Linked DNA regions of Rattus norvegicus: region 1 is linked to region 2. The links are chromatin contacts, called in public Hi-C maps. All regions are on one chromosome and are shown on one strand. The core of a region is the stretch at or near the end of the contact, and the rest is flanking DNA. Distances in the headings are between cores, read along the strand shown.

What was found. Hi-C and Micro-C count contacts between places; a contact is called where the count stands out from the background.
Region 1: a contact with region 2 is called in a Hi-C map of the A7r5 cell line, with 3 times the contacts expected there. The contact joins the enhancer-like site here to the promoter of Zeb2 in region 2. A contact is called at or near these places in 1 of 12 Hi-C or Micro-C datasets (the A7r5 cell line) and 1 of 1 datasets of contacts at active chromatin or transcription factors (oligodendrocytes).

The regions. Positions count from the first base shown.
Region 1 is chr3:50,469,951-50,472,650 of GRCr8, forward strand. No RefSeq gene overlaps it. Among named protein-coding and RNA genes, the nearest start is that of Zeb2, 720 kb to the left of the region's middle. Within about 2 kb of position 1,286, at least 5 of the 93 cell types and tissues checked have an H3K27ac peak or open chromatin away from gene starts, as enhancers often do. A contact at or near this core is called in the A7r5 cell line, where this site is marked.
Region 2 is chr3:49,752,971-49,755,670 of GRCr8, forward strand. It overlaps Zeb2 (zinc finger E-box binding homeobox 2), which reads right to left and starts at 1,353. Exons shown (of 10, transcript NM_001033701.2): 1 at 1,174-1,353. It overlaps Zeb2-as1 (ZEB2 antisense RNA 1), which reads left to right. Exons shown (of 3, transcript NR_132636.2): 2 at 1,194-1,344; 3 at 1,450-2,409.

The sequences.
Region 1 (2,700 bases), core at 36-2,535, 720 kb after region 2:
TGGTGGCGTCATATGGGAAGAAGGCCATGAGGGAACTATGTAAGTAAAGGTGACCAATTGCGTTACTGACTCACCCATCCATTTACAAGGTCAGTGCTGCTTTATCCCAGACACCGTCCACTAACCACCTGCTTCCCAACACTTTGACAGTGGTTATCATGGTTAAAGTTGAGATTTAGAAGGAATCAAAAAACTTTTAAACCACAGGACTCGCTGTCATTAAATTTATTCTTGAAAACACTTAGGTTTTCACATTTATTGGTACTGCTATTCTTTTAACTGTTTTCAGCTACCCTCTTGCAAGTAAATCACTGGGGACTGATTTTTTTTTCAGTTTAAATGTTTGTTTACTGTGAATCACAAGAAATATTTTCATTTGCATTTCCTTCCTCACTTTGGATTACAGTCACTGAGCTTTTCCTGCATGATCTGTTCAGTTCTTAGTTTTTCTGTATTTCTGGGTTTTTTTGTTTTGTTTTGTTTTTTTTTGTTTTTTGTTTTTTTTAGTTTAGCCTGATGTGAGAATTTTCATACAGACTTTCAGATGCTTCTGCCATAATATAGGTGTACATTCTTAGAAGCACACTTCCTTTCCTCATCTTACTAAAGATTAGTTGCATTCAGTGAATGACTACAGGTCTGTGATCTGTTTTTTCCTCATGTTCTGCAGAATTGGCAATAGTCATGTATGGTTAGCTAGGCCGAGAGAAACACTATACTGGATGGTATATACTTGACGAAGTTGTGGATCGTGTTCGTTTCTGTGGCTTTGACAAAGCCCCAGTCATGGGTGTAGGAGCAATGGTCTAGAACTTAAGTCCCTCCCATGTCTCATAAAGTTTAAATCATTAGTGTTTCTGTCATGGACTCAGACACTTGTTAAACCCCTCAGCTTTATTGTTCCTGAAAGTAGGCCAGCAGGCAAGCATGATACCGTAATCTTGTAGAGTAGGAACTGCAGGCTTTCCTAGAGCTCCTGAAGAAACAGCACTAGCCAGAAAACATGTTGGTGTCAGTGGCCACTGTGATGACGGCCAGGAAAGGGACAATCGCTCACTACTGGAACTTAAGTATATTTAACGTTTGATCCTTCTGAAGTCACTGTCAGATTTCTCTTTACATTAAATTTTAGTAAGTTCGACTTTATTACGTGGGATATTTCTCTTCATTTGGCTTTGATTACTGGACACCATCTTTCCGGGATTTGCCTGATCTCCCCACCTTAAGACAGTCCGTGGTTTGACCTTCTCTCCGACACCCCTCCCCCTCTTTCTGTTGCATTCCTGTGATTCATTTCCACAGGCAGCAACTGAGTCACCAGTCAGTTCTCTCACTCAGATAGTTTCCCTTACAGTTTGCTCGCTTATGTTCTCTCTCTGTCTTCCTTGGTAAGAAGAGGGAGACCTATGTGCCCAGCAAACACATAAAGCACACCATACTCTCCTGTTCTCCTTGGCCACAGTATTACAGCTTAGCCTTCCTTGTTTCTGTTGAGCTGCATCGCAGTGACTATGCTTTTAAACGTTTTCCAGGAGTGAGAAGGAGTTCTTGTGGGAAAGAGATCGAGTGTTTTACTTTATCTGCCAGCTTTACCCTTAGGTCCCCTCGAAACTTATCATAGAATTAATGGTTTTTTATGAAAGCACAATCTTATTAAGATAAATGAATGTTTACAAAAGTTATCCTCGTCCCAGGGCACAGTGAAATAAAAGCAACAGAAAGGTGCCTTCTGCATTTTAAACATAAGCACACTAGCTTACGGTGCTTCAGCTGCTGGATAACACTGGCAGTTTTAAGGGCTGTGTATTATGGTTCTGAATCAGAATGGGTTCTGCAGGAAAATACTTTTTTGCTTCTATCTCTGAATCCACCCCTTCCAGACGGCTTCTCAAAAGTGCCCATGGACTTGTGTCTCCGGATGCTGTGTTGTATTCTCAGTCTGGTAAACTGTGAAGGGGATTAGTGTGGACTTCCCTGTATTTCTTTCAACTTTTCTCAAGAAGGGCAAACCTCCCAGGGTGAGAGATAATGCTTTTTGTGGTAACTCCTACTGAATTTCTCTGTACAATGTGCGATCTGGCAGGAGTGGTGTAAGTCAGTAGCCTGCCACTCTACCTCTGCCATAGACTAACAGAATACATTTGGGATAAACAAAAAGATTGGGTTATTTATAGAAGAGAAAGGTCCAGCAAGTGGTGACTCTTAGGCCTAAAACATGTAAAATTTTTACAAATTCAAGTCACATCATATAGACATATTATGGTTGGGAATCTAAGGCATTTCAAAATATAATTGAAATTCAGGTGACGGCTGAAGAAGGGATGTGAATCAAATGAAAGTAGCAATGGTTTGATTAACATGGTAACTCTATATGAGACCATCATGAAGTACATGCAAACTCTACATTCTGAATCTCTCCATTTGATTTATCCAGTTACAGCTTTTGATTACATTCAACTAATCCTACATTGACTTGTTTCATTTAAGAATTAGAAGAGATATTTTCACTGTGTTGTGTCTTCTCAAACAAATCTCACATGGAAAACATTTCTTCCCATTGTAGACATGGCCCTTTAGACACTAAATGGCTTGATTTCTTTTCATGTCATAAATTTCCTAATAAAATTACATGCTTCAGTAGAAGGGGTGTATCTTTCTCTGTGCATAGTAACGTAGGTGAAGGGCATGAGTAAATGGAGA
Region 2 (2,700 bases), core at 103-2,602:
GCTAGCTTTATGAGCCAGTATGTGTGTGAGGGAAAGACATGGCATTTATGCTGTAAACTTTATTTGTGAATGTTAGTCTTAATTTCTGGAACAAGCACTCTTGCCCTCCTCGTTAGAGGGGTAGCATGGGAAACACGTAAGTAGGTGGGAGATAAACACATTTATGTTAGCTGAGCTCACCACTATGTCTGTGACTCCTGAACTCCAACTTTTCAGTCTCAAAGTCTGGAAGGGTGTGTGTGTGAGTGTGTGTGTGTGTGTGAGAGAGAGAGAGAGAGAGAGAGAGAGAGAGAGAGAGAGAGAGAGAGAGAGAGAGAGAGAGAGAGGTTCCATAAAAAAAATCCATGTGTATATTACTTGGTCATTTAAAATATAATTTCAAAAGTTACCCTAATTTTAACCCTATTATCCTGACAGCAGTTTTCTTCCCAGCTGTAGTGGACCCCCCCCCCAATTCACTTTGGTAAACGACTCAAGTTCCAAGAGAACTTTCACTTCTTTATTTATAATCACAGAAGTGAGGTGTTACTTCACACACACACACACACACACACACACACACACACACACACAAAGAATGAAATAAAGAAATGAAACTCGCTAGGCAGACAAAAACAGTCAAGTTTCTGCTTAGAAAACAGCCTTCTCCGGTGGGAAAGATTAGACTACCATGTCTAAGAGAAGGACTTGCTCCCGAATTTGGTAGGTCTTTCTCGAATAAGTTTTATAATTATTAACAGGTATTTGCCAAGTTTTAATTGCTGGATATAATGAATTGGAAGTCGGTGTGAGAACAAAGCAGAAGCTCTCCACTTGATGAGTTTTTTTACCCCAGCCATACAGTTCTCAGCAAAACTTTTCCTAGACTATGTAGCAAAAAACACCTTTGGTTACCTGAATGGACAGGTACAGAGCAAATTACTGGGGGAGGTGGGGAAAGGGAGAGGGAAGGAAAGAGAGACTAAAGGAAAGCAAGAGAAAGCAAAGAAGCCACTCTTGGGAAAAGTCTGCCACCGAGGAGCTAAAACCACCTGAAATTCCTGTCCACAGACACCCGGCTCTCTTCAGACTAACATCCCCACTCGAAATGAGAAAATTAGAGAGGGAGGATGGGGGACAAGCACACCAAAAAAGGATAAAAAGAGGAGGAAAAGAAGGGGGGGGGGGACCTACCTGCGAAGTCTTGTTTGTAGTTTTGGCCAGAAATGGTGAGAAGAAAAAGCATGAAGAAGCCGCGAAGTGTGGGGGAGAAAAAGGTGGAGGCGAAGAAACAGCTCCCGGAGCAAACTGAACAAAACCTCGCCAAGAGTGTCGGGAGGCAGGACCGTTATTCCTGCCGAGCAGGTTAGAACTGATCTCTTTTCGGCCACTCCAGGAAACACAAACCTGGGGACGGACTGACGTGTTACGCCTCTTCTAATGACATTTTTTTCTTTTTCTTTTCTGTAGGGGAGAGAAGAGAGACCCTGAAACACGCGCCACCTATCTTTGTGGGGAGGGATAATTGAAGCGCCCTGAGCGTGAGCATCATGTGAAAACGTGATCGCCAAGTTTCTCTCTGGGAAAGGATCTGGGATAGATTATACCTTGAAGTCTCCGCAAACGCTTTAGTGGAAGAAATGAAATTCCACCTCCCTCCCTTCCTCTCTCCCTCCCTCCCTCCCTTCTCCACGCCCCCCCAACCCCCCCCCCCCGTCAAGTCTTTGGCATCATTATCCTCATCACTAAATCCTTCAGAGTACTGGGCGGAAAACGGTGCACACCATTCACAGAACTGGAGAACTCCGAGGGGCGAAAGTTAAAGGGAAAGATCTTGGATCTTCCATGCAGATCTCTTTTCTTACACAGATATCTCTGGTGACTAGGCTTGAGGTGCTCATCAAGTTGTATGGATATCTCAAGCACCGTTTTTTTTTTTGGGAACTAAATTCTTGCCCTTCTATTATTATTATTATTATTATTATTATTATTATTATTATTATTATTATTATTATTATTTTAAAGATGCCAGAGCTAGGGGAGGAAAATAGTACTTATGCACTGCAACTTAGGATCTCTCTCTCTCTCTCTCTCTCTCTCTCTGTGTGTGTGTGTGTGTGTGCGCGCGCGCGCGAGCGTGTGGAGAGGGGGGGCTTCTGGATTGGATCCCTATATTAAAAGTACTTTGGCATTTTAATAAAGGGTCTCTAGATTAACACAGAAGTTCACTATGTTGGCTAACCTTTGGATCTCTCTACATGTCATGCAGACCACACTACTAAGTCAGGGGTTGGGGACAGGAGGAGGAAGGAGAAAGGCTAGAGGAGCTTAGGACTAAAGAAAGAAGATGGTGACATTAAACTGTGTGGGGTCTAAGTTTTGAAGTGCATATTTTTTGATATTGCAATTAAAGTAAAATTAAAAAGAAAAGACTCCACCTTTGCTCTGAAGGGATTGGTTATGCAAATATGGAAGGGATTTCCTGGAGAATACAGCTTTCTACTGTATGGTTAATTAAATAATCACTCAAAAGCTTCCAACGTGACGCTTCTGTCGTAATCCAATCAGGTTACATAGGTCCTAAACAAGAAAGATATTTTCCACATCTGGAAGTCAGCAATTTAGCAAGTATTGCACATTATTAACCAATTCAGAGCCCACTTCCCAGGGGAATTTTTTTTTGAAGTTTAAGTGTTCTTAACCAATGCTCTGCTGTTTTGT